4 separate regions of the Mus musculus genome follow, and all the other regions are linked to region 4. A link is a contact called in public Hi-C data. All regions are on one chromosome and are shown on one strand. Each heading gives the region's core, a stretch centred on a gene start, on an enhancer-like site or on the middle of the called end of the contact. The rest is flanking DNA. Distances are from core to core; before and after follow the strand shown.

Evidence for each region. Hi-C and Micro-C count contacts between places; a contact is called where the count stands out from the background.
Region 1: a contact with region 4 is called in a Hi-C map of cerebral cortex, with 7 times the contacts expected there. The contact joins two enhancer-like sites. A contact is called at or near these places in 7 of 484 Hi-C or Micro-C datasets (adipose-derived mesenchymal stem cells, cerebral cortex, cortical neurons and 3 more) and 2 of 115 datasets of contacts at active chromatin or transcription factors (embryonic basal ganglia and embryonic midbrain).
Region 2: a Hi-C map of the N1E-115 cell line shows a contact between it and region 4, with 7 times the contacts expected there. The contact joins two enhancer-like sites. A contact is called at or near these places in 2 of 15 datasets of contacts at CTCF or cohesin (both in the NIH/3T3 cell line), 25 of 484 Hi-C or Micro-C datasets (the AML12 cell line, the N1E-115 cell line, adipose-derived mesenchymal stem cells and 9 more) and 3 of 115 datasets of contacts at active chromatin or transcription factors (differentiating embryonic stem cells, embryonic basal ganglia and kidney).
Region 3: a Hi-C map of the N1E-115 cell line shows a contact between it and region 4, with 4 times the contacts expected there. The contact joins two enhancer-like sites. A contact is called at or near these places in 1 of 15 datasets of contacts at CTCF or cohesin (the NIH/3T3 cell line) and 5 of 484 Hi-C or Micro-C datasets (the N1E-115 cell line, embryonic stem cells, nephron progenitors and 1 more).

The regions. Positions count from the first base shown.
Region 1 is chr19:54,171,726-54,176,343 of GRCm38.p6, forward strand. Gm41865 (a long non-coding RNA gene) reads left to right here. Exons shown (of 3, transcript XR_877925.1): 2 at 1,034-1,100; 3 at 3,239-3,392. Among named protein-coding and RNA genes, the nearest start is that of Gm41865, 19 kb to the left of the region's middle. Within about 2 kb of position 2,611, at least 10 of the 459 cell types and tissues checked have an H3K27ac peak or open chromatin away from gene starts, as enhancers often do. A contact at or near this core is called in cerebral cortex, where this site is marked.
Region 2 is chr19:54,257,241-54,262,105 of GRCm38.p6, forward strand. No RefSeq gene overlaps it. Among named protein-coding and RNA genes, the nearest start is that of Gm41866, 58 kb to the left of the region's middle. Within about 2 kb of position 2,096, at least 7 of the 459 cell types and tissues checked have an H3K27ac peak or open chromatin away from gene starts, as enhancers often do. A contact at or near this core is called in the N1E-115 cell line, where this site is marked.
Region 3 is chr19:54,322,956-54,327,439 of GRCm38.p6, forward strand. No RefSeq gene overlaps it. Among named protein-coding and RNA genes, the nearest start is that of Gm41866, 120 kb to the left of the region's middle. Within about 2 kb of position 1,481, at least 2 of the 459 cell types and tissues checked have an H3K27ac peak or open chromatin away from gene starts, as enhancers often do. A contact at or near this core is called in the N1E-115 cell line, where this site is marked.
Region 4 is chr19:55,061,016-55,065,783 of GRCm38.p6, forward strand. No RefSeq gene overlaps it. Among named protein-coding and RNA genes, the nearest start is that of Gpam, 36 kb to the right of the region's middle. Within about 2 kb of position 2,401, at least 38 of the 459 cell types and tissues checked have an H3K27ac peak or open chromatin away from gene starts, as enhancers often do. A contact at or near this core is called in the N1E-115 cell line and cerebral cortex, where this site is marked.

The DNA.
Region 1 (4,618 bases), core at 1,361-3,860, 890 kb before region 4:
TACTGACATAGAAATCTTCAGTACAGGCTACATTGCATATTAGAAGCAAGTTGGTAAATTCTTCTGACAAATGGAGATTCTCCAGTTACTTATAAGTTACACTCATATAAGAATTTAGCAAGGCCTAGGAAATAGGGGGGTTGTGATATTACATTATTCATGAGGCCTGCCAAGAGCAGAACCCCCTGGTGCTAGCCTTCACAAGGTTCAAAGATATAGCACTAGAGTGTAAAATCCTTGCCTGTCACTAAGCTGACCCTAGGCAGGACTGCTTTATCTTTACTGTAAACATTTACCTGGTTCCTGTAAGTCCCTTTGTCGTCATTCCTTTGTTTTGTGTCAGGCAACTTCAATGTACTTTGCCTGCTGTGACTTCCGACCCCTTGTATTTTCTGTACTATATAAGACTGGTGTTCACTTTGTGAGAATACATTCAGATTATACACCATCTCGTGTGTTGGTCTGTCTGTCACCCGCCGACACCTTGCCCACCTGCCCCAGAGACTCGTTCCACGCAGACAAAGGGGCCCAGAGGGTCTGTGGCACCCAGCTCGCTCCCTCTTTTGTATGTAGTGTAGACCCCAGGCCATGCCATGCCGTCTATGGTTGCAGTGGGTCTTCTCACTAATTTGATCTAGCTTAGAATTTTTTTTCACAGACACACTCAGTTTTGCCTTCTAGGTAGTTTTAGATTTTGTCAGTTGACAGTGTTGACCACCAAAGAGTTCCAAACAGGGACTCGTGAGCCAAATCCTTGGATTGAATAAGGATGTCTGAGAGATCTTCAAGGTCAGGGCTAGACTGTACTCAAGTCGTTGCTGAGATTCTTGCAGGATTACAGCTGTTCCCAGACACCTTGAAGCTAGAGTTTACATCAGGGGAAGCCTGGCACTTCTTGTCTACTATTCCTTTTGGACTCCCTCTCCCATGGTTTCTTCTGCTTCAGTAATTTGGTCAGCTGTTTTTATTACTCAGGAGGCTGAATGTCCTACTGAATTGATGTTTCAGGAAGTGTGATAATTCTGGTTCACAGATCTGTCTCCAATGTCTGGCATCCACTCCCAATGAACATCAGCTCCCTGGCTCAGCGGCTCCATTAGGTAAGACTCTCCTTCACATAAACAAGAGAAATCAAAACACTGGGAGCACCACGCTCTAATTTGAGAATGAAGGGGGAAGGCTGTTGTCTTTTGTGAGTGTTGAGTTTAAAGGTTTCAGGAATGGTAGACCCAGAGCGCAAGTGATGATTCATCAAGGCTCTGCTTTCTCTATCTCTTGGCTCTGCCTCTCTTACATGCTGCCTTTGTTCTCAGGCACATCTTACCCATTTGAAAGAAAATATGGCCTCTGGCAGAACCAAGCCAGCATGGCCAAGTTCATAATCCAAAAGGAAGAAAGACTGACTACTTACCGTATCCTATTTCTGTCTTAGTTCTCAGGTGAAATTAGGATCTGCTGTGTTGGGTGCCAATATTTTCCTGGATTCAGTCACACTGAGGGATAAAGAAACGTATGCCCAGCTTGCTGTTATTCCCTTCTTGGACTCAAGAAGTCAGGCTGAGGAGTAGCATATTCTATGCCTAGCTCGACTAGAGCTGATTCCTACTGCAAATGCATTTCACATGAAAAGAGGGGTTGATGCTGCTGCTGCTGCTGCTGCTGCTGCTGATGGAGGGTGCTCTGCAGACAGAAGCAAGGCTGTCCACCCCAGTGGCCGAGCATGCTTTTCTCTTGGCCTACAGAGTAGTGTTATGGGTTTTGTTTACACATCCTCCTACCATTGTGAAGTTATTTAATTGTTTTAGCTGTATAATTGTCTAAATTGGCCGATGCTCTTCATTCAGAGGCTCCATAAGTAGTGTGTGTGCTCTCTCTTTCCCCTCCCCATTCCTTGCTAGTCCCCAACCCTACTCCTGCGTGAGTCACCACTAACATTTTTCCAGGACTGTACTGCTTTGAAGAGATAATTCCTTACTTGAGAAGGAAGAGGATGAAAACAATTAACCAAATACCTGGGGCCAGCATGTATCCATCTGGGCCTCCTTGGAGGATTCTGTGTTCTGTAGGAGGGTAATCTGGTTAGAGATAATTGAGGAAAGCCAACGGCATGAGATGGCTCTTGGTTTTTCTGAAAAGGGCACTCCCCATCTCTACCAGCCTGGAACATTCTGTGAGAGAAAGCATGGCAAATGTACTTTGGGAATACCTACATTCTTAGGCTCAGTAACCAATGACACAGACCTTGGGTAGGGAAAGGAAAAGAGAAGAAGAAAGCATTGTTGCTGGTGCAGGCTGGTCAATCTACTCGGAGATACCTGAAGTAAAGGCAACTTGCATCCGTAGCAAATGAGAAGCTGTACGTTCCACGTCTAAGCTGTGCTTTGGGTTAGAAAATGGGAAAATGAGGATTATAAGAATCTAGAGCAGCCTGAGACAGCTCCATGAAGGTGTTTGCACAGCAGTGCAAGAAGCATGGGAAAAGAAAGAAAGAAAAACATGGAACAAACCATATCTCAGAGGAGAAATTGGATGTGTGTTGGAGGCATGCTGGAAGGCACGCTGGTGGGAGTGTGAGAGGCACAGATCTGGGAGTGCTGGGTGACAAAGAGTCTATAGTGGGCTGGCTGCCACTGAGGGGCTCTCTAGTCACCTCTAGGCCAGGCAAGAGTTGTCCATATGGCTGGGAAGGTTCTAACAGTGTTCTCTCCTTGAATGCTGCCCCCGACAGGTCTCTCAACAGCAGCCTTTGGTTTCTGGACAACTCCAGAAGCTGTAAAAAAAACTTCTTCCTTTCTTGAACAAAAACCTGCTTCCTCCTAACACCCACTGATACGTTCCAGTTTTCTTGATGGAACAAATCTTGTTATTTTGGATGGTGAAGTGGCGCTGCCAGGGCGTGCTATCGTTGGCATCTAAGGCAGCTTTGGCATGCGCCTCCTAACTCCTCACTCCACAAAGGCACGTTCAGTGTTCTGACCTCTGTGGCCCTCTCTGGAGGAAAGAGCTCCTTGTACCCCAGATTCCAGCCTCCTGAAGGTTTCTGCTTGCCAGTTATCTCCTTTCTCATCTTTAACATCTTCTCGACTGGCTCAATGCACTCAGTCTCTAAATATATTTGAGTATTTCTATCCTCACAACAAAAATAAAACTCTCCACAGTGTCCCCGGCCCACTCCTCTGGCTTTTTCTTCCTTTTCGCAGCCAACTTGTGAAAAGATTGTATCTCTTCTCTCTTCCAGCTCCTCACCTTCCAGGCTCTCTTCGATCACCTCAAATCGCTTCTCCATCACCTGATCCATGGAGTGAAAAGCTGGCTGGGGAGAGGATGCCTGAGGTCTTCCGGTCATTATGCTGTTTAGACACATTCTAAGTCCATTCTTGCATGGTCATTTGACACCATGGGTCTCTCCTTAGAAAAATATTTTCTCCTCTGGGCTTTTCCTGACACATAGTCTTCTGGGTGTATTTCATATTTTCCTATTAATCATCAATGGCTTTGATGATACATGTTCCAATGCATCAAGTACTGGGCTCATTTGAAATTCTTTCCCTAGATCCCCTTTTAGCTGGACTATGACCACATGCCCTTGATCACTGCCTATATTGGATGACAAATTACCTGAATTCTATACATTCACAATTAAATTTGATGTACTTCCTCTTAACACTGGTTGATGGTCTGGTGTACCTAGCTTAATATTCAACAGTAACATCTTACATATTGTTTATCCAGAAAAAAATCCAGGCCTATTTAGACATCTGCTTCTTTCTTCTTCACATAAATTTCATTTTCTGTATTCACATCTTGCTTATTCTAGGGCCTAAATGCTCCTTGAGGCTACCATTTCATCTTTAACTGTCCCTTTTAGCCTATTTTATCATCCCCTACATTCCTTGTACTGGGGACAGCAGTTTCTTTTTAAGAGGCAAAAGTGCTGTTAGCCTTCCCTCCGTATTTTAAGTCCTCCAGTGGCCTGCTTACATTGTGTTCAGTGATTTGAGGTAGAAGCAGGCTGGTTTGTGGGTAGGAGATTGTAATCAAGAGGCGGAGTTTAGTTCATGGAGGCTGTGTGAAGGGACACAAGGAATCCCGGGGTTGACAGTGGATGTAGTTAAAGGCATCAACGGGGATCATCAGCCTGGAAGAGCAATAATACTGAGATATGGCAGAAGCATAGTCAGAATATTGTGAGAACTCCCGAGTGCCTGGGCTACAGCAGCTGCCGACCTAGCACCAAGGACAGCTCCAGAGTTTCTGTTTCCTGTAGTAGCAATAGCCCCTTTTGCTGTGAAATAGTCTCAGGCTTGATTTATCTGTTTGGGTTCTTTGATAGGACAGATGAAATGCGGGGGTGGGGTGGGATGGGGGATAGGGGGGTATGGGAGGAGAGTGGTAAAGCATGACCATGTTTACAATAGGTGTCTCAGAACCTAGTCCGGTTTGAGAGAAGGCCACTCTGTATTCCGAGTTAGTGGTTTGGGGCTTCTGCAAAGGATCCTGGGAAAAGAGTGCTTCAGTCTCTTCTTTGTGGTTCCTCGTACTAGAGGAATCTGATGAGACTGGCTTAGGGCTTCAACAGTTTTGAAGGCTGGACATTTGATTAAAGCCTTGATGTGGC
Region 2 (4,865 bases), core at 846-3,345, 800 kb before region 4:
CCCATCTTACCTTTGTCTTAGTCGTCAACACCTGCATGTGTAGTGGAGATGAGAATTCACTTCATCACAGCTGTCACGGGGCAGGAACATTTCTTGAGATTGTCAATGCAACCCACAAGTCTTAAGTCATTCTCTGCGTTTCTAGGTCGATGGCAATGCGGCTTTCAGAAGTGACTTTTTCAGTCCTGAGAGGCTGATGACAGCCATTCTGATGCTGTGCTGTGTGGTGGACATGGGGGACAGTCCATCCGCATGCTTTCCAGGAAGCCGAGGACTAATTCGGAACCTTCTATGACCTTAGATTTTTAAAGCAATTCTTCCCTCGTCTGCTTCTGTCACTGGGTCCCCGTTTCTGCTTTTGTGGTGTTTGAGGTTGTCTAGCTATGAGCGGTTTCAGATAATTATTTCCAAATAAGCTGAGGTAGGAGGGGAACAGTCTATCAATACTTTGCTCTCAGGGCTTACAGTCTCTGGTCGCTGTGTGTTTAGATGCAAGGCTGAGTCAGTCTGCTAGTTATGTCACATGCTCCTGCTGTGGTGGTCTACTCCAGTGCTGTGCTCAGTGCCAGAGCATGGCCACCATGCTTTCTCCCCCTTAGTTTCACAACCGTTGTCCAGTAGCTTCACAGTGTCACCACTACACTAGTGGATTGTCTTGGCTTACCTCTGGCTCCATTCCTGGCCTGCGTCATCCTGTGTGAGTAACCACAGAACTGAACTGTAGGACCTGTAGCATTGACGCTATTCTCCACACTCAGCAGCAAGGGAGAAATTGATCCTCTCTCCTAGAACCACAGAGGCAGGCTCTCTGGCAATGTCAGGAGCACAGTGGCCAAGCACAGGACTGCATGGGGTCTGCTTCCAACAGTGCCACTCTGTGGCTACAAGAGGCCATGATCATGGTGGATCAAGTAGACTTGCATGGTTTCTATCTAGATCAGCAGCCGTGGGAAAACCATCTGTGGACTGTGGGGACTCCTAGGGGGCACTTTGCCAGAGAAAGACACCCACACTCAGTTTACTGTTAGAAGTAAGATAAGGGATCAGAGTATAACTATAAATGAGAAACCTGTGATACCTGCTAACTTGGGGTGTGCACCCCATATCACTGCCAGTCTTAAGGATTGTGGAGGCAGAGAATCTTAGGGAGAGAAGTGGGGCTCTTTGTGATAGTGGTCTGGATACTAGCTGGAGTTAGTTAGGAGGTATCTGGGAAAGGGGTGATGCACGATGCCCTGATTTTTAAATATGACTTCTGGGGACTGACCTAAGGTCTACATTTTTGTGCTGCAAACATTTTACCAACCGAGCCATTCTTTCAGACCCTCTTCCTGGTGTTATTTATTTATCATGTATTTTTTTTTTCAGGTGCTTCGGCCGCTGTTTATTGACATTCAGGTGGGCACTATAGCAACAGGCCTGGAGACTGCAGAATACAAGGTGGAGAGTGGAGTGTCTGCAGTGACAACAGTGGAGTGCCCAGGGAGTGGGGAGGCCAAAGCTGTTGGGAAAGCAGGTCAGGGCCAGGGTCCAAAGTCATCCACACTGTGACTCTGGGCTCCACGCCCTCAGCCCCTACTCTTGCCATCTCCTGACTCTAGGCTAGAGCTGGGAATTCTCTGGACAACTTTCTACAGGAGCCAAGTACACAGAGATGCTGCCACCCTTCCGTGATAAAGTCAGAGGTTTTCCAATCCTGCGTTCCTCCTCCACCCCTGGCTCAAGTAGGGCCAGGAAAAATAGCTGGGCTCTATTATCACGTATTTTTAAGGGACACCAACAGGTCTCCTAGAGGGCAGTTCAGAATCTGTTCTTGTTCTTCTGATCAGAAAACAGAGACACAGAAGCCCCCGAAGGAACGATCATTTGAGATGATGATTGTTAATTTACTCAATTTCCAACCCAGAAAAACCAGGGGGGGCCCTGTTCCTTCCCATCCTGCAGGAATTTACTTCCCTTCCCTGGCCACACCAGACCCCGGTATTTTCCAGCCAAGGCAGAGAAAATAGTCCTGCCTTGCCCGCTGTCTTTCACGGCACACTGACATCAACCACACGCTGAGCAGGTGATCCATCAGACCCCATTTCCCCCTGAGCTGACCTCTTCCTTCTCTTTCTGTGGCAGCACAAAGCCCTTTGGAATTCATTCACGCAGACAGGAGCACGATGCTGGGGGAGTTTCTCTTTGGCAGGCGTGGTTATCTCTGACCACAGCTGGCTTCTTAGAGAAATGGGTCCTGACAACTGCAACTTGGGGCATCAATCCCAGGCTCCTTAAGGAGCATCCCCAGTCAGGATGCTCATTAGCAAGGGATAATGGCATGCACCCAGAGAACAAGATCACTGACGGAAGCAAATGTGTTTCCGTGTCTGCACTTGGTGGTCTGCAGTACAGCATCCGTAGCACCAGCTTGGCTGTGGGGCACTAGCTTTTTCTGTACACATGACAAGAGGTTGGTTTGTTCTTTTTGCTAGCTGGTGGATCTTGGACCCATTCCTCAGCCATTTGTGGGCTAGATACAGATGTGGGAATACTAATAATAACAACGTTTCCTGTTTACAGGGAAGTGTGTTCTGTATCAGACACTTTGGTTTCATGATCTGTAACTTAATTCTTTCACTGATTCTTGAGGACATAGAATTATGTCCACTCACATTTCCCAAACAAGAAAACAAGGGATAAAGATGCTAACTAGCTTCCCCAGTGTGACGGAATTGGAAATCTGAAGAAGCAGGATCCTGGCTCTGGAGTTCAGACTGCTGAGCCACACTGGTCTGATGTTACTGTAGCGACTAGAGAAGGTGTCTGTGCTGGATTGCGATGAGGGTGACGGAGATCAGCTCCAGAAAGCACACAGCACGGTACGAGCTCGTTAAATGTTCACTGAGGTTCGGCTAGACTCTCCAAACAACTACATGATTGTCAGTTACCACGTCTAAACTCGTGGTTCAGGTTAAATGGCTTTGCTCACCACAGTGATTTCTATAATTTTGAAAATGAATTCTGGAACAAACCCAGACTTAATCCATGTAATCCCCCTGTCAAGGTGACTGGCGTGAATGAGAATAGAGAGATTATTATGCAATTATCTCTAAGCTTATTTCCCCAGTCTTTGAGCTCACATTCACCTCTTTTTCTAACTGTGTCTGGGTCATGTTTGGCCCCCACCTTATGTGGCCAGAGCACTTAGAATGTCCTCTGGTGCTCTGATTAAAAAGATTTGCCACAGCCCCATAAGAGAGGTAATTTAATCCATTCTTATTAAGCAAGTCAAATAATATGCAAATGAATTTGCTTGAGAGCTGTTTAATTAGAAGATGTTTCTAATCCCACCATTAGGTGATTCTCTTGATAGAGGAAGCCCTAAAAAATATTCTACTCCCCTTGAAGACGCCAGATATTGAGTTTGGAAGTATGCTTGCTTTAGAAGGAAATGTGTTACTGGGATGGGTCTGGCCTAATTCCTCACAGGGACTTTCTGAAGAAATGGAGCACCAGAGTTGCTGGGACCTCTGAAAACAGCCTGCCACTTCCTTAACTTGACAGAGAAGGAAGCCCAGTTTCTTCCAAGAAGATTCCTGACTGATCCTCCTCATCTCTGGCCTGATGAATCTTCAGGATGTGAACGGAGGGTTGGTTGCAGTGCTGCGGTTGGCTGTCTTCACTTCTGGGTGTGTAGGCATGTGTTAGGAGGTATTTCGGGCTATAGATACCAGATGAATTCATTATTTACATGCTATGTGCGTTCTTTCTCTGTCTGAGGTATGTCCATGAGTGCACCTGTGCTGAGGTCAGATGTTGGCATCAGGAGTCTGCTTCCTCTATTAATCCCCACTTTTGGAGGGAGGGGCAGGGTCTCTCAATGAATCTGAAACTTGCAAATTTGGCTACACTGGGTGGCCAGTGAGTTCCAAGGATTCTCCTGCTTCTGTCTCCTCCCATCCCAGAGGTATGGCTGTATTTTTCTGTGGGTGCTGGGGATCCAAACTCAGATCCTTATATTTACAAGGTAAACATTTTACCCACTGTGAGTTAAAGCCTGAGTTTCTTATTGGCAGTGACTCAGGGTATATAGTGGAGCAAGCACAGTATTTGGGATTGGCTTATGGTCATAGTAGCAGGGGTGTGACATGACCAGCTATATTATGATGGTCAACCGTGACTTAGTGAGCTCAGATAGGAAGTGGGTCTGAGGCCAGATGTGGCGGTGCATGCCAGCAATCCTAACAACTAGGGAGACTGAGGTAGAATTGGTGCTCACACGTTCAGGAATAGGGTCCTGGGTTCCAGGAGGTGGGCTGGCTTATAACTGTTAAGACCTACTCTATATCAGTCTGTGAGGCTCTACACCCAAATGGTTTCACAGCTTTTCCAAAAAGTGACCCAGATGGGGAGCAAGTATTTGAACATGAGCCTAAGAGAGAGAGTTCCCATGCACAGCACAACAGCATGCATCTGACGTGTGATCAGCAGATGCTATAGCTAGGGACTGCTATGGTTTTCTCTATCCAGCATTCCTGACCCTCACTCCTGACACCTGCATCTCTCATCTGCATCCAGTGGCCACTAGAGCAGTTCACTCATGGTCGCCTATCAACACATGGCATCGTCTTAGCATCGTCATCCTTCCTCTGGGCAGTTTGTTGACCCACTGGTAGATTTATGACCCAAATCAGGCTACTAATTTTCCTCCTCAGGATTTCTGTTGCTGAGTCAATAAAGACTAACAAAGCATCTTTGGTGGTAAACTGATAAAATTTGAATGTTGAAGGCTCACCTATGCGCTCGTATGCAGAAAGTTTGTCTGAGGCAAAGAGAAAAGCTGGGATACTTTGAAGTAGCAGAGAGGAATAAGGCTTGGGGTC
Region 3 (4,484 bases), core at 231-2,730, 740 kb before region 4:
GATTTCTCACTAGTTCTTGTATTGTTAGTCCTGTCCCTAGGAACTACCTTATTTTCTTTTCTTCTAATAACATATGCAAATCCAAAGTATATTCTCGAACAATCAGGTATTGTTTTCTGTGATCATGACCAGACCAATAAACCTAAAATGAAAAAGGATTTTCAAACTTGTTGCAATTAGGTTGTCATGGATCAGATGCAAGTACCTTGTCAGGACACACATCTTAGAGACCAAAGCTTTATTTCAGGGAGGAAAATAACTTTCAGTGTCTTCATCTAGGTTTTCTAGAAGTCCATGAAGACAGGCAGGAGTCTGAGACGAAGGATCTGGCTAGCCCCACAACAGGCTGGAGAGTAAAAATATATGGAGGAAGAACCATGCAGCTAAATGAAGAGAAGGTGGACCCAGCATTGAGCTGGAAGAGAGAAGGGTCTGGAGAGCAGCTGGACTGAGCCTGTGAGAACAGAAGGGCGGGAGCTGCTGACCGAGTCTCCAAGACAGGGCTGGGTCCTGGACCAGATGGTGCCCTTCCTTTGCTCGGAGGAACCGAGAGAAGAAGAGGATCATAACTGGCAGCTGTAATCTGTTCTCAGAGTGGACCATACGATGTCCTTAGAGCAAGTCTGTGTGTTTCAAATTATCTAGGAACAATGAACTGAGCAGGGCCTCTGAGCACAGGGACACAGGCCTTCAGAAATGATGCCAAGAAGGGAGAAAAATTAAAGGAAGGAAAATACCTATTTTTCTGAATGAAGGATAAGACTAAATAAATTCCTTAGAGACATTCCAGAAAGCAAAAGTCAAATATAACCTATGGCTTTAAGCAGTAAAAATAAATTCTGCTAGACATGTCTTCATGGTTTTCAAAAAAGAGAACCCCCTCCCTCCCTCCGTTTAAAGAGCACTTTGCCATTCCAGGTTTCTCAATTGGCAATGGGCTGATGAAGATGCAGTATTTTGAGCAGATGTGATTTGCAAAGGGCTTTAAAAATCGTTCTCTAGGCTCTGCCTCTTTGGTAAGCCAGTACCAACTGCAGGACCTCACGAGACCTTTTCATTATGACAGGCTTTGTGGTTGGTTGTTTCATTTTTTTTTTTTAAATGAACATGTTCTTAGAGCTAATACTCCTGAAAGGAGCCTGGTCATAGCCACCTAGTTCTCTCAGAGTGAGGGGGAGAGGGAGAGGGGAAGGGGAGAGGGAAAGAAGAGGAGGGGGAGGGGGAGTGGGGGAGAGGGAGGGAGAGGGGAAGGGGGAGTGGGGAGGGGGAGGAAGAGGGAGAGGGAGAGGGAGAGGGAGAGGGAGAGGGAGAGGGAGAGGGAGAGGGAGAGGGAGAGGGAGAGGGAGAGGGAGAGAGCATCTCTGGGGCTGTGGTCCATTGGGGCTCAGTCTGGAGACTTCTGACACGAATCTCATTTTGCTGTCAAATATATAACCACATTGACACTGCCTAGCTGCTCCTACTTCCGACATCTGCCATGCTCCCTGTTCTCTGGATGCCCACCGTGACTGGGGTTGTATTGCTCAGCTACTTAAGACACTTATTGATGTCTGTTTCAGTGCCACAGATGTTTGGCCATCTCAGAGGCTTGATCTCCTGCGAGGTTTCAGACAGAAGCGGAAATTCGATAGAAGCACGGCCCAGCTTCTGTCATCCTGGTGTTTCCCATGTGTAGGACAGGACCTGTGACTCATAGGTCAGCAGATGCCCCTTGACACATGGAGAGCTGATGAAATGACACATGGAAGATCTAGCATCTTTCTCCTTCTTCATGTATCTCTGCCTCCGTGTCTGGGCTATTAATCTACCCTTTGAACTTGAGACTCTATATAGTCTCTAGGAAATCTGCCCAGATAGAAGGATGCATCTATCTGTCTCTGTATTATACCTCTTCTTAGACTCTTGCTAGTGGATGTCTGTCTTGATACTTCTTACCATCCTCTTGTCACCTCCCTTCCCTATTGCAAAACCTCCTCCTCTCTTGTCATCTGCACCAAACATCTACCCCAGTGAGATACTTGGGATCTCTGTTTAGCTACAAAGCAGTTTGCTCAGTCAGTTCTGAGAAAATCTACTCCTTCCCTGAGAGAAATGCGTCCTATCTTTGAAAAGATCCATTTAGAGGGGTGGTTAAGACCTGGCTCTCCCAGACGACCTGAGTTTGAATTCCAGCATCCACATGTTGCTTACAACCATATGTAACTCCAGTCCCAGGAGATTTGACGCCCTCTTCTGGCCTCTGTGGGCATTGCAATTATGCGGTGCACAGCTATACATGCACTTACACACATAAAACAAAAAATAAAGGAAAAATTTTATAGAGTTGTGTAGGCTGAAACACATGGCTTTAACTGGAGAGCTTATAGGAATTCTGGGGGTGAATCTGTGCTCACCATTGTCTAGACATTACTGTCACAACCTAGCCTGGCTCACTCCTCATTCACTCTGTCCAGAGAGAACCACGCATGGCAGCAGACACACCCTTCCTCACCTTCTCACTTTGTCCTCTGTGCTGCTGCCTGCTGTCCCCCCCCCCCCAACGCTATCCTGTCTCTTCTGAAACATTCCTTGACCTTTCAAGACCAATTCCATGGGTTCCATCTCCTACGGTATGGAACCTGCCCTGACCCACTCATCAAGTAGGGACAGCTTACTATTTTCACTCACACACTGGTTAGATTCCTCTGTGCACGTGCTTGACTGAATTAATTTTTTGTTTGTTTCACATCTACCTTTTTATTAGCTCCTTGGGAGAAGGGGTTATCTAATTTTTTTGGTACAATATAAAAGTTATGACATCCTACTTGGGGGAAAAAAATCTTTCTTCCCACTTTCCCAAATTGTTCTTTTCTTTTCTTTTCTTTTTCTTTTTTAAAAGGTAACTTTCTTGAAGTTCAGCTGAAAGAAAGGTTTTCTCAGTGTGAAATTCTTAAAGGACTTTCTGAAAGGCTAGAGGGTTGGAGATTGGTTTATGAGAAAGGCCAGTGGACAATGTGGTGGGACGTAGATGCATTTTCTCAGAATAGTTTCCTCCAGGAGCGGAGTTTGAAGGCAGATTGACCCTTCCCAGTAAGTATCCTTAGCAATGTCTTCAGGGCTTTTCAGAAACATGACACAGCAGTGTTTCCCATGGCTGGGAAATACACAGCCTTCTTTTTCCTCTCTTTTCATCCCATCCACTATGGCAGGCAGTAAATAATAATGACTCCCCTTTTCAGTGAGCCACCCAGAGATAAAGAAATGAATACCAGGCAGTCTTTTTTTTTTTTTTTTTAATCAGACTGACTGAATATTCAAGACTATGGGTCAGCCACCATGAAAGACACAAAATGAGGCACTCAAACCTCATTCTCCAGATGTCTATTGCATTATCTTATTGTCATTTCATGTTGACTCCATGCCCATAGGGTCCACAGATGCCCCTACTTAGCCACAATCATATCTGTAAGGTGTTATTGAGCCATTCTTATTTCTGCTTAGGGTAGCCAGTGTCCTGTGGTTGAGAGGCAGGGTATAAGTGTGAACCCTGCTTCTTTCTCTTTTATTGCTTTCCTTCAGTGCCAAGCCACTTGCTAACTTCACTGTGACCTAGTAAGCCATGTAGTACAATTTCACCTAACACATTCTGGAGAGGAAATGACTGAGAGTTAACATAACCAAATCTGCCTGCTATATGACCTAAAACATTGCAGCTCCATGTAAGTTTGGAGAAGGGCTTTGCAAGAACACTAATTGAAGTAGACACTGTACTTAGATATGAGTAAAAATAAGACAAAACAAAATGTCAAGACATCTTATAGCAATTTAAACCAAATAATACCAACTCCAAAAACAAAACAACAGCAACAAAACCAAGCAACCAACCAACCAATCAACCAACAACAACAACTACAATGAAACCCTTTTCAGCCTGGTTCCTTTGTGGCCATCTATTATTATATGACTGTTGGGGACTTTTTCTCATATTATGCTACTTTGCTGCCTGCCACTAAGCCAAGACCTCTGCTCTCTGTAGTAAATCCTCAATCGCTTTATATGTTGGCCAAAGAATGGAGGTACACATGTTTGCTAAGGAGAGGGCACTTCTGTGAAATGTCATGTAAACAGTCACTGTGGCAAACTTCTGTCTGGTTCTCGGCAATTCTCTGGTGTGACATTGTGCTGAGGATCCCTAGGATCAACCTCTTCTGGTTTCCCCAGAGAGTGCCTTCTATGACTTTATGGAGTCTTAAGTTAATATATCAGGGCAGCAACAGTGTGATGAGCTGATAGGAGTCTGGCACAATGAACCAGCATGGGGTTCAGGACTCCGTGCTCTGTATTAAGGTCCACACTGCTTAGTTTCCCACAAGTGCCATGGAACATGGGCTGCCACCTCAGCTACAAAAATATGCTCTGAGGAGTAACATGAAAGAGGCTTCGGCCTCTTTAGAGATGGTCTCCTTAGAAGAAAGTCCTCTATTGCAAACTGGCCTAGAATTTGA
Region 4 (4,768 bases), core at 1,151-3,650:
GAGTTAAGGGATTTAAGGGGATGATAGAAAATAGTCTGCAGACCTTGGACCCTGAGACTCCCCAAACTTCACACTTTTCCAAGCCGGCGCCAACACCAAGCTAAACTGAAGAACGCCTCCGCCCTCTAGTGGACAGAATGGCCATAGTCCTGGTGGTTCCAGGTGCCCTCTTCCTTCAGTGTGATAGAGAGGACCCAGAAAAGGACAAGCAAGAATAAAACTGTGGACCATTGTCTCCGGCCCCTATTCCCTTCCCTCGTTCTTCCTCACCAGTCCCCCATTTTCCCACTGATCAGACATCCACCCTTCCCAGCTTGCTCGTTTGCTCCCACATAAAACTCACTCTGTGAATGAATAAAGGAGCTTAAAATGGGAGCCTCACCTGGAGAAACTCGGTTTCAACTGGCAGAGCCTGGGCTCAAAGTCAAGTTCCCATACAGTGGGCACCAAAGAGGTATTTCCGGGTGGCTGGGAGGCACTTAGGTCCTCGCCATAGACTTCAGAAATCATTTGCACTTCGTTTTCCGATAGGACAAGGGTGGGTGGACCAAAGTGAGGAATAAGACAGACCCTGAGCTCCGTGATAGGCTTTGGAATCCCCAGGGCACCAGGGAATGGACCGGTCCCGCCCCTCACTTTCTGCAGTCCCTGCAGACATTCCTGCCTAAGGGTCCCTAGACAGCAGGTGCCCTGTAGCCACTGGAATCTCCAGCTTCCCGCAGACTTCCAGCTGCCCGAGCAAAGCCCTCTGCCACGCTCCATGCCTCAGCCCTGTCTCTTGTCTTTCGCTGTCCCGGCTTCATCTGAGGCCATCCTGGGGTCTGGTAGTATGTGACAAGCAACATGTTCGCCCTAGTTGTCTGGACAGCCTCGGCCACTCCTTCCCTTCCCTTCCCTTCCCTTCCCTTCCCTTCCCTTCCCTTCCCTCCCCTCCCCTCCCCTCCCCTCCCCTCCCCTCCCCTCCCCTCCCCTCCCCTCCCCTCCCCTCCCCTCCCCTCCCCTCCCCTCCCCTCCCCTCTCCTTTCCTTTCCTTTCCTTTCCTTTCTTTCCTTTTTTAATTACCTACATCGTGGCTTAGAACCCGCTGATGAAGTTCTATCACCACCTAGTGGTCAGATCCAAAATGTGTGGCATGGCCACACCCAGCGTTTTGGTACAGGACCACCTGATCGAAGAAAATGAAAATTAATGTATGCCTTTAAGACAGGATGGGGGGGGGGGGAATCCCAAAGCCTGTTTATGCAGAGGTTGAACCAGTGCCTGTCAAATGATGGCAGAGGAAGGAGTGGGCAGGCAGAAGAAAACTTAGTTTGCCAGGTATTCTCTTCGGAGACAGCACCCTGAGCTAACATTTATGACGCTGCCATCATAAGCCAGGCTGGGGTGCATCCGGCGTGTTCACGCTAACGTGTTGTCACCTGCTAGGTGAAGACGGAGCATCAGAAAACAGGTTCAAGATCCAGTGGCTGCTGAGTGTGGAGCTGGGACTTGAACCCAGGAAGTCTTAACCAGGTTCCGCGACTGAGTAGCAACGCTTTGGTCACCTGGGCACAATATCATGCAAACAAAGACATCAAAGGCAAAGCTAACTGTAGATGGGCTGTGTCTCCAGATTCTAATGCCAATTTCTATGGGTCCAACTTTTTGTCGACACCTTAGGCTCCGTGCCAAAAGAAAACAATTAGAAAGACACCAGTGCTCTTCCCTTGGCGGCCATCTTTTCTTCCCCGAGATCCCAATGGTGAGACTGGCTCTTCTCACCTGCAGCGGTGAGGCTAGGGTTCCCCCTCACACAGCCACAGCTGCACCCCTTTTGCCCTGGCTGGGTCCTGACATGGGGCATCATGTTTTGGAAATAATAATTTTCTTCTTCCTAGTGCATCTCCATCCTTACTCCTTCCTCGCCCTGCACCCGAGATGAGACTTAACATACTAGTCCTGAAATCCAAACACACACACACACACACACACACACACACACACACACCACACACACACACACACACACACACACACACACACACCACACACACACACACACACACACACCACACACACACACACACACACACACACACACACACACACCACACACACACACACACACACACACACACCACACACACACACACACACACCACACAACACACACACACACACCACACACCACACACACACACACACACACACACACACCACACACACACACACACACACCACACAACACACACACACACACCACACACCACACACACACACACACACCACACACCACACACACACACACACACACACACACACACACACACACACACACACACACACGATGCAGGAGGCAAGGTTGAAGAAAGCTGTGGGTCAGCCTCCTAGCTGTAGCTGCTAGCTCCCCTGAGGAAGTTGAAGAGTTTCCTCAAACCCCGCCTCCACTTTGTCTGTACAATGGGAAGCGGCTGGTCCTGCCTGCACAGCTGGCAGGTCTGTGACTGGCTGTTCATTTGTGCTCAGTGTTTTATAAACAGCTCACTGCAAAGGGCAAACTGCTCCATCTACAAACTCAAAGGGCTGCTGTCCTCCATTTTTAAAAGCGTGTGCATCCAGAGACACCACTGTTTTCAGAAAACAAGTGCACAAGCTCCGCGATCAAATGACCTCTGGCACAGGGCACGGGCAAACGCAGGAAGAGAAAGATACACACCTCTGTTCCCCACCAACCCCCCGACCTGAGGCAGGAGCATAGATCTAACAACATTAACCACACCCAAAAATATACAGGAAAAGAAAATCTAACAGCTCAGAAACGATATTGCATTTGCTTGAAAAGCCAAGGGCCTGGAGCCTCCCTATCACCAGAGTGCTGTGACAACATACAGATCCTGTATAGAACCACTTAATGGTCTGTCGAATTCAATTAGGGGAAATTTTGAGACTTCCCATTTAAACTATCTGTTCTTCCTTCAAGACTGAGTGTCTTGGATGAGAACCTGGACGCCATACCCCAGTCTCCAGAACAGCCTGGCAGGCTCTCCAGAGTCTCAACCAAATGCAGTGTTGTTAGGGACTTTCCTTAGGTGTGGCCTTTGTCCCTGAGGAGATACAGTCCTGCTCCAGGGAGAGGAGAGGGCTTGGCACTTGTATGATCTTCTGGTGCTGTGAAGGTTGGCTCTGGATAGTACTAGCACTTCCTGGATATTTAATCTCCATTGTGATTATTTCCAACCATGGTAGATAGTAGACCTTTGCCAACGAAACAACAGAGGGGACCTCTCCATCACTCTCCCATCATGTTGCTCATCCAAAATGGGGCATCAGCTCAGCATAGTCTAATGAAGAGTAAGGCTGTCTTTGCTTGGTGTTCCTAGAACCAGTCAAGACAGGAGAGTTCAGCAACAGGTCATCTATGTGCAAGCATTTGCCAGGAAGGAGAAGCAGGGACTGACCAAAGGAGACAGAGGGGGGTGAAAAAAGAAAGGAGTGCTAATGGGTCACTTGCTGTGGGCAACAGAAGCCTCTTAGCACCAGGGCCCCCAGAACATTCTTGAGAGCGAAAAAGCTAAGCTGTGTGTCAAGGGTCAGCCCTAGCTTATAAACTGAAGGTCACCCATGACAGGTTGGCTCACCAGCACTCTGCACAGAGGCTAAGACTATCCTCTGCAGGAAGATTCAGAAAGAGATGGTGGGTCCGAGATCTTCCTCAGGTTGACTGTCACAGTAGACAAGCAGAAATAGGCAAGGGACCTTCCGAATCCACTGTCAAAACCTGCCTCAAGAAAACCCAGTATAACAAAAGCAGCTCACCTTCACGCTGGAAGTAAATTGTACTTCTGGGGCGCTCTAAAGGACTCGTCTGGCACTTACGTTTATTAGCTCCAACTTATAAAAGGGAGAATTCAATCATGTGCCCAAAGTCCTGTAAGCAATTACTAACCCTACTAAGCCTCCAAACTTAACTTTGGCCCCTCATTTCTCAGCCTCCTTTCTGCCATGGTTCTCTGAAGATTCTTACAAGAAATAAGGCTAAGTTCTCTGAATTTCAAAGATTGGGTCAAAATAATCAGTGCTTCATGGCCTATGTCATGAGGCTAAATATTCTTTTTTAATATTTTTATTAGGTATTTTCCTCATTTGCATTTCCAATGCTATACCAAAAGTCCCCCATACCCTCCTCCCACTCCCCTACCCACCCACTCCCACTTCTTGGCCCTGGCGTTCCCCTGTACTGGGGCATATAAAGTTTGCATGTCCAATGGGCCTCTCTTTGCAGTGATGGCCGACTAGGCCATCTTTTGATACATATGCAGCTAGAGTCAAGAGCTCCGGGGTACTGGTTAGTTCATAATGTTGTTCCACCTATAGGGTTGCAGTTCCCTTTAGCTCCTTGGCTACTTTCTCTAGCTCCTCCATTGGGGGCCCTGTGATCCATCCAATAGCTGACTGTGAGCATCCACTTCTATGTTTGCTGGGCCCCAGCATAGTCTCAGAAGAGACAGCTATATCTGGGTCCTTTCAGCAAAATCTTGTTAGTGTATGCAATGGTGTCAGCGTTTGGAAGCTGATTATGGGATGGATCCCCGGATATGACAGCCTCTAGATGGTCCATCCTTTCGTCACAGCTCCAAACTTTGTCTCTGTAACTCCTTCCATGGGTGTTTTGTTCCCAATTCTAAGAAGGGGCAAAGGGCCCACACTTTGGTCTTCGTTCTTCTTGAGTTTCATGCGTTTAGCAAATTGTATCTTATATCTTGGGTATCCTAAGTTTCTGGGCTAATAT